Regions from separate parts of the Gossypium hirsutum genome. Here region 1 is linked to region 2. Evidence: chromatin contacts called from public Hi-C data. All regions are on one chromosome and are shown on one strand. The core of a region is the stretch at or near the end of the contact, and the rest is flanking DNA. Distances in the headings are between cores, read along the strand shown. Region 1 has its middle 16 kb from the start of LOC107954355. Region 2 holds the start of LOC107954255 (importin subunit alpha-1).

Region 1 (4,223 bases), core at 1,687-4,186, 180 kb after region 2:
AAGCAAAACCTATATTTTACGTGCACTCTTAAAGAAAAAAGGTGGGGTTAGCTTATCGAGTGGCGTGAATTCCTTAAATATCCCAATTTTTAGGAAAAATTACGAGAGAATGCCATTTCTTTTAAATTTTATTGAAATAGGTTGATTTTGAAGATAAAACGAATTCAATTGGACGCATTTTCAATGGATTTTACAAGAAAACGTTTTCAATTGAATGTGTTTTCAGCTTTGGTTAGATGGCTAAATGTTAGTGTTTTAATTCTTGAATTTCGATTTTGATTATTTTCCTATTCACATTTATATTTTTTATTTCATGTTGCTTCAAGCTTTTTATTTTTAATTAATATTTTTAACATATTAACTCTTTTTTTTAGATGGTTAAATAATTGTGTTTGAGGTTCCATTATTTTTATTATAAGCATATTATGTATTTTTTTTCATGTTGTTTCAAGCTTTTTTATATTTTTAATTAAAAATACATTAATATGCTTATAAAAATAATAGAACCTCAAACTCAAGGATGTAGTTTCAATTATCTAACCATCTAAATAAAAAAAGGGCTAATATGTTAAAAATATTAATTAAAAAAAAACTTGAAGCAACATGAAATAAAAAAACATAAATTTGAGTAGGAGAGAAATTGAACTCAAGACTCTAAGATGTAATTGTAACTATCTAACTATCGAAGTAACTAATATATTAAAAAATTAATTAAAAATTTAAAAAGCTTGAAACAACATAAAATAAAAATTACAAATGTGAGTAGGAAAAGAATCAAACCCCAGACTCAAGGATAAAAATATTAATATTTAACCATCTAACCAAAGCTAAAAGCACATCCAATTAGAAGCGTTTTCCTGTAAAATCAATTGAAAATACGTTCAGTTTGACACGTTTTTACACACTCTCTCTAAAATAGACTTATTTCAATAAATTTTAAAAAAGAAAGGCTTAATCTCATGATTTTCCCCAAAAACCGGTATATTAAGAAATTCACCCTATCGAGTGACGATGGAATTGCAGTGGAAAAATGAGAAAATAAAAATAAATTATGAAACGTGGGGGAGTTTGATTGATGGAAGGAAATGAAGAAAAAGACTTTGCTTGATGATGAAATGACAGAAATGGAGAGAGTCCGTTTTTAACAAATATATATATATATATATATATTAATTTTTAAATTTTTTATTTATTTCTTAAGTTACTTACTGGAGCGACCCCAATAATTAATTTTCTGCATTCTGTAAGCTCATTAAAAAATTTTAATTTTAATATAATTGATAATAATGCTTTTTAAAAGATTTTCAGTAAAAATAAAAAGAGTAGATCACGTCCCACATTTGTATGCTTTAAGTATTTATTTAAGTAAAAAAAATTTAGGTAATAAAATAGAAAAACGATATATTTTAAGGGTTAAGTCGTGAATTAAGTTTATAATATTTAATCTATTGTTTTTAATAGTTATAATGTATTGTTACAATAATTTATTTTACCGTTGTCACTACGTTTTTATCTAAATACATATTTTACTTTTAATTTTAAATTTATAGTTACAATATTTAATTTCACCACTATAATAATTAATTTTTTTAATTTTAATTGTATCAAAATTAATGTCAATGACCTTCCAAAGGAATGCTTAATACGTTCATGACACAAGTATTAACGTTGTATATTGTATGTGAGTTGGTTTGCCTGTATTAAATCACATAATTATGCAGCATATAAACCTAATTGAACTCATTTATTATATTATTCATGTTTAAACAAATCAGTTATATCTAAATGTGATATCTGTTGTCTATCATGTCATATGATTTATATAATATACGCCTTAATGTAACACAATTTAGAATTCAATGCTTGAGTAATTCCTAACCTATTCTTTTTGAAAAAGATTTTAACTTGTTAGCGAAAATTAGTTTATTTTATCAACGGGATTATATAATTCGAAGAAAAAAAAACAGGTTGATAAGTTTCGTCATCATAACAAAGACTTCAACCTAACATTAGTAGTACATTATGACATATTAACGACCGACTCTGTGACAACTCAAGCACGACATAGCTGAAGTGATTGCAAGCATTTAACACGATAAGGAAATTAACCCTAGATGGTCCAAAGCGGCAGGCAAAATCTGCAAACGAACCAAGCATCCACCAAGTTAGAGAGGACCGCGACAAAACTATTCTTAAAATCACTTGCAAAAACAAGACTATATGCATAAGTAAGACTAAAAAACTTGTACAATACAAGACAAAAACTTCCAAAAGTGAAGATTTATTAAACAATGAAAAAGAAAACAAAAAAAAACTTGTAGTACTTAAGACAACAAGAGTCCAAATCGATTCGTGAAATCATTTATTATTTTGAAATACTCTCAAAACATAAACATATTAAGAAGCCAACAAAGAGCCACCATTTGAATATCTACGACCAACCAACTTTTCAAGAAAAAGTGTTGGTGGTCAGTGGAGGTTCACAAAACATATCTGTAGAATGAAAAAAAAAAGGCATGTGGAGTGAATGAGGACAAAGAAAGAGAGGGTTGATGGGAGAAAGGGAGAAAAAGGTGGGTGGTAGCCTGCCCAAGAATAGCACTATTGCTAGATAAAACAAAGGAGAAAAGCAGCCTTAAAAAAACTTAAGTGTTCTTTTTTTTTTAATGTTTTACTATATCTCTATACGACACTTATCACTCTCTAACTTTGCTTGTACCAAATAATTTCCTTATATATTTTTGTATCATTCCTGTTCGGTAATATATTTTTTAAAATTTTGTAAATTTTGGATATGAGATTTGATCCAAATTTTCTCAAAGGTGTAGTGGGCTGGACTTTAAACTCCAAAATTTTTGGTAGGTGGAACAGAGGATTAAGGAAGACGTCAGAATATTTTGGGCCACACCCTTTAAATGAGGATCTATCTGAAAAGCCCAGCGCAAACTTTTTGATCAATTATTTTAAGCTCCCACATCAAGAAAGCTACCCTACGTGGTCACAAATATAAAGTCACCATTCTTTATAAAAGTCACATTTTATGATAATAATCAGATTTGTTATAAAATTATTTTTTATTTTTTATTTTTACCATTTATAATAGAATTTTATCTCAAATTTAGTAAAGTTACTTTTATTCTGAAGTGAAATAAAAATAAAATATTATTTTAATAAAATGCTTAAATTTTATATTAAAAAAAACTACTAATCATATTTTATAAAATAAAAATAAATTTTAATAAATAAAATTACATTTGTAAATTTTATTAAAAATATAGTCTAAATCTCACTAATTAATATTATTAATATATTATAATTTTTTAAAATAAAATATAATTTAAATTTCGTAAGTGTACAACAATCACATTTCTATACCATCTAAAATTTTAACATATAAAAAGAATTGACGTACCTCTTTATTCGAAAATTGCTACGTGTGAAATCAAATGTTAGAAGCCCTAAAAGTTGAACCTATCATGGCACAAATCTTTTTTTGTCATAGTCCAATGGTAATTATGAAAGCCTAACCAAAATGAGGACTTAGTTAAGTGTATATTCTCCCTCCTAATAGAATTTCAATAACTAGACCAACTAACAAAAAATAAACTATGGCCAGAACTAAGTAGCCATATTATCAAATTTCACCTGTAAAAGATTGTAACCAATATCAATAATGTCAAACTTGTGGTTGGTATTCCATAGACCTTGAAAATGCAAGATCAAAAGAAAACGGTTTATAGAATCTATTTGTCCACACGAAACAAATTAATGATGAATGATCTTCGGAACAATCTTTCAACTCCTAATAGCCTCCTTGCTGAGGGGGAAATAAGAAAAGGCGGTGGAAGACAACGGTTCACATGGTAATGAGGGGCTGAGAGTCGCATGGTAAGAAAAGGCGGTGTTAGATTGCCTATCTTGTCATGGTAACCTGCTAGATAGATGGTGATGTGAATGATGTATATAATAAGTCATGGGCTGGTATAACAATAATGAAGCAAACGCCCATAGTTAATATTTCTCTTGCAAGACCATGGGCTCCATTACTTTCTTGTGTGGCCCAACTACATTCCAAAATGTACAAATAATATTTAGTATTATAACAAAAAAAAAATTGTCACTAAAGGTAGTTTTGTTTCGCGTAAAAAATTTAACGGAAAATATTTTCAATTTTTTTATATTTGTTTCATATAAAATATGATGGTTAACATAAAATTATCCCA
Region 2 (4,669 bases), core at 1,533-4,032:
CAAACATTGTTGACCAAAGAAACATGACATTGTCAACTCAATCCTAAAAATTAAAGACCGTTTAATCCAAATATTAATTAAGGGCATAAACTATGATTCATCTCACCATATGCCAATTAACCATGAAGAAGATGCATCAATCATATTTGCCTAAAAGTAACAAAACATGCCGGAATCATGTGTCATGTACACAATTATTTCAGTCTACAATCTTGTCATAAATCAAAATCCTCTAATTTTCTGGATTTTTCTTAAGAGGGAACACATCTAGAGTTTATGTTTTCCAACAAATTTTTCTATAAGCATGTCAACTGAAACCATATATAGCTATCCAGTTTTCATAATAAACCCCAACAGTTAAACTTCATTAGAAACGATACCCAGCTTTAAAATCTTCTAACATTTATTGACATCATCAAATGTGAAGCACATTTTAAAGAAACCACAGTCAAATCAGAGTTGTGAAGAATACTAGCACATTAATGCAAGGCATAATTTGTTGTTTGCCTGAAAAACAAAATTGAAATATTAAGCTAACCAAATATAGTATTGCACCAATGGCTTCTGCAATGACATATCAGAGACAGTCAAAATAATTGTAATAGAAAGGACAGCACTGCCCCAACATGGTTTAAGCAACAAAGAACCAATAGATGAGTCAGAGAGAATACATGATATTAAGTTGTGTAACGTGTAGATATAAATGCAATTAACCAGCCAAAACCAGAACAAGGATAAGTCAGCTAACATCTCAAAGGAAAGAAATCAGAATAGCAGTAGAGAAAGAAATGAATATGTCATTAAATATTCCATACCTGAGTCTGCATATCATCCCCAGTAACAATATTTCCAACCGTGCGAAGCGCGGGAATGAGGACTGTTGGGGATGGATGACTAACAAGGAAAAATAAGTGAGGATATTCAAAACATCCAGAATTCACAAGCAACTGCTAGAAACAGACAAAGAATAAATTTCTTCAAAAGAAAAAGGGACAAACAATAACATAAACATATACATCAAATCAAAAATCAATTTGAAAAGCAAAATGATCCAGTACTTACAGCAAGAGCTGAACGAGTCGGGGGCAGACACCTGCTTCAATAACAGCTTGGATTTTGTCATTAGTACCATCTGAGAGATATGACAGGGCCCAGCATGCATCTGTAAGGACTTCCTCATCGTTCAAATGGATAAGACGCTCAAGAGTGGGCAAAGCTGGCTTTGTCTGCTTATTGAATTTCAAAAGCATACGTGTTAGCAAAGGACATCAGCAAAAAAAGTCATAATTCCAAACAATTCATATTACAAGAGTCAAGAAAGACCAACCTGCTCAAATGATGCCCGTGGCTTGCCCCTGCAAAAGTTTGACAAAGTCCATGTAGCATTTCGCAACATAGAAAGCTTGGCATGCTCATTGAATTGTGCCAACAGTGGCATCAAGGCACCATGACCAAGGACCAGGTCGCGACATTTAGGTGAGTCTCCGGAAACATTTCCTAAGGCCCAAACAACCTATAATTCCAAAAAGAAAATGATAACCCGTATTAGAATGCAACTAAACTGTATTAATAAAAATAAGGTTACTTGCGGACTGCAATATCTACCTGCTCGCGTACATCATCGGCTGGAGATGCAAGAAGTTTAACAAATACAGGGACAGCTCCATGATCAATTACAACTTTGGTATAGTCTGACGTCCCTGCGGCAATATTCGTGAGAGCCCAAGCTGCCTCAAACTACAACCCACAAGATTGCATATAAACAGTTAAACCATAAAACAGCCAAAACATTACCAAAGAGATTGAGCAAAATCCTAATAACTTCAGTATCAAAATATCAAACCTGAAGCTGTGGGAAGTCATCCCTAGCAAGAAACTCAACAAAGCGAGGAACAACACCTGATTGTACAACTTCATTGATTGGAGGACCATGATCTGAAGATAAATTAAGAGCAAGTAATAACTTCTAAATGCAAAATTAAAAGTGAGTTGCAACAAGAAAAAATAGAAAAACAAAATATCGACCTATTGATAGTAGCTTCTGGAACTGAGTGGTCGCCTCAAGCTGGGCATTCCTGTCATCTGACCAAAGGCCAGCAACCATAGCCGGAAGACTTTCTAACTGCAATTAGATTACAATTAGATTATAAACACGTCAAAATCATGTTTGATTCAATAGTAAAAGAGCAAATAGTCCTATCCATTCTTTATAGGCTTACTAAAACGAATAAGTTCAACATGCATTTCAGTTCATGTCAGTAACACAAATTGACCTACTCCTAATCAGCAACTTTATAACACCAGTAACACTAATAACATTTTTTATCTAATTACAGAAATTGAAGTAAGACAATAAGTTGAACCTAATTATCAATCATGACCCGATGGATCAAATCAATTGATCAGTTGAATGTACTACATTTTTCTCGGAATCGGCAGTTGAAGAGAGCAACTGTTGTTGCTGCGGTTGTTGTTGAGCGAGAAGTCCTTCGCGGCGTTTCTTAAGAAGGTTCTCTTCTCTCTTGTTCTTTCGAATCTCAACCATGTTGTCTTCTCTCCTCCGGCGACCTTCCTCCGCATCAACCGTCACCTTGTACCTGTTCCTTCGAACCTCGGCCCTCGCGCTCGGTCTTAGAGACATCTCCTCTTATTCTTTGTTTTTTCTCTTTCAAATCGGATCGAACCGCCGATTAAATTGCAGGTAGAATACGTTGTACTACTTGGGATAGATTATTTGAGAAAATGAGAAGACAGAGAGAGTGGCGCCAGTTTTGGAAGCGAGTGAAAGAGAGGGAAAGGAGATTGTATTGATGGGCCTTGAGTCAGGATACTGATAATTGGGCTTTGAGTTTGATGGAATGATAATTGGGGATAAGTAATATTTAGTCCTTCAATTTGACAATATTTTTCAATTTGATCATTATAAATCTTTTTATCCAAACGAATTTAGATCCCCTCACACAATTGGTTTTAAAATAGAGGACGAATCGAAGTGAATATATTTGGTCAAAATTAATTTAATTTGAAAATATTAATTTTAATTTAAGAAAGAAGGAAAAGAAATATACGAGTTTGGTTGGTTGTAATCACCAATCAAGTCACGCATAATATTATAAATGAATCATTTTAGTCCTTATATTATTAAAAATAATAAAATAAATCCAAATTATGCTAGGGTAATATTTTCTATATAAAAAATATCTTCAAAATTATTTTTTTTCAAATGATGTAATCCAAGCAGCAGGGGTAATGGCATTCGTCCTTGAAATGGTAAAATAATGTTTTTAATCCTTTTAAAATTTTAAAATTATAAGTTAATATACGATAAAATTTTACTTTGCCCTTTAAATGATGAAATTTTAAATTAATCTCTTAAAAAAATTTAAAATAATAATTATATACAATGATAAATTATATTTTGATCTTGTTAAAAATTTATTATTTAATATTGACCTCTAAAATAATTTTTTGACTCCAGCTTTATGGATATGGAAAATATTTAAAAACTAAAGATAAATTTAAAATGATACATCGAGATACACCGATTGCATACATGCTATGGAATGGGGCTTTGAGCTCTGCCACTGCATAAAGGTAAGATTTAAGTGCATAAGAAATCTTTGTTTCTATTGTTGTTCAATGGTTTTCTGCGGGTAAATAGAATAGGCGGAAAACTGCAAGCTTGAAGAACTCTACCTACTGCTGAACAACTGTATCATAAATAATACATTTTCGGATATTGATGGACATTCAATTTGTTATATTTTAGTTTGGATATTCTGATTATTATGTGCGAAGTAGATGTGGATACCTAGGAAAACTTTTGATATGTTAAATGTGTTTGTGTATCAGTGTATGTTGCATCACTTGTAAACACTTCAATATCGATAAGTTTTTGTATTGGCATGGATGGATGCTTTCCCCCTAACTACATGGGATTCGTTGGAGTTGGAAAAAGAAAAAGATTGCCTATGAGGCTTAAGAAAAGTGGGTTGGGATGGAGACAAGACCATTTTTTTTATCAATAATTGGGACATCCTCATTTCTCCTAAATAGGGAAAAGGGCATTATCAAACAAGAAAGCTTTATGCTTGTGGACTGCGGCTTCCCCCTATTCATATTGTGCGACAAAACATTTAGTCCAAAAGATAGAAACAGATCTGATCACATTGGTGAAGCTAAGGGACACTATTGGCCTAGGCGTCTTGTGTTTCATTATGACTCTCACTAGGATTTACCACCCACCAAAGTGAAATTCTTCGGGTTTTTTTATAAAATTAATACAAAAACTTACGAAATTGGTATTATGCCTCCATTATTTACAAAAGGTGTTTTCTTTTTACATTAAACATGAGTGTTGCCACACTCTCAAACAACACCAGCCGTGATTTCCTCACCCTTGCTGCCATCAATCCCGATGATGAAGAGAAAATATTTTTTAATTGGTGCCGCCAAGTAGTTAGGAGACACCGACAAAAATACGATTTTTTAATAGAAAACAACTAGTATACAAATATAAAGAAAAATATTTTTTTATAGTGGTGTCGTCTGACACATTGACGGCACTGGTTGGTTTTTTTTAAAATATGGTTGACAAAAAAAATAAAAGGTTGACATAGAATAAAAAAACAAGTTATGTAAGATGGCATTGCCAAGTAGTGAAGAAACA

What was found. A called contact is a pair of places that touch in the nucleus more often than the background predicts.
Region 1: a Hi-C map of leaf shows a contact between it and region 2, with 2.6 times the contacts expected there. The contact joins the enhancer-like site here to the promoter of LOC107954255 in region 2. A contact is called at or near these places in 4 of 34 Hi-C or Micro-C datasets (callus and leaf).

What each region holds. Positions count from the first base shown.
Region 1 is chrD07:20,557,210-20,561,432 of Gossypium_hirsutum_v2.1, forward strand. No RefSeq gene overlaps it. Among protein-coding and RNA genes, the nearest start is that of LOC107954355, 16 kb to the left of the region's middle. Within about 2 kb of position 2,937, at least 3 of the 9 cell types and tissues checked have an H3K27ac peak or open chromatin away from gene starts, as enhancers often do. A contact at or near this core is called in leaf, where this site is marked.
Region 2 is chrD07:20,380,740-20,385,408 of Gossypium_hirsutum_v2.1, forward strand. LOC107954255 (importin subunit alpha-1) reads right to left here and starts at 2,783. Exons shown (of 12, transcript XR_005915727.1): 1 at 2,420-2,783; 2 at 2,026-2,122; 3 at 1,844-1,935; 4 at 1,606-1,737; 5 at 1,328-1,513; 6 at 1,063-1,226; 7 at 816-894.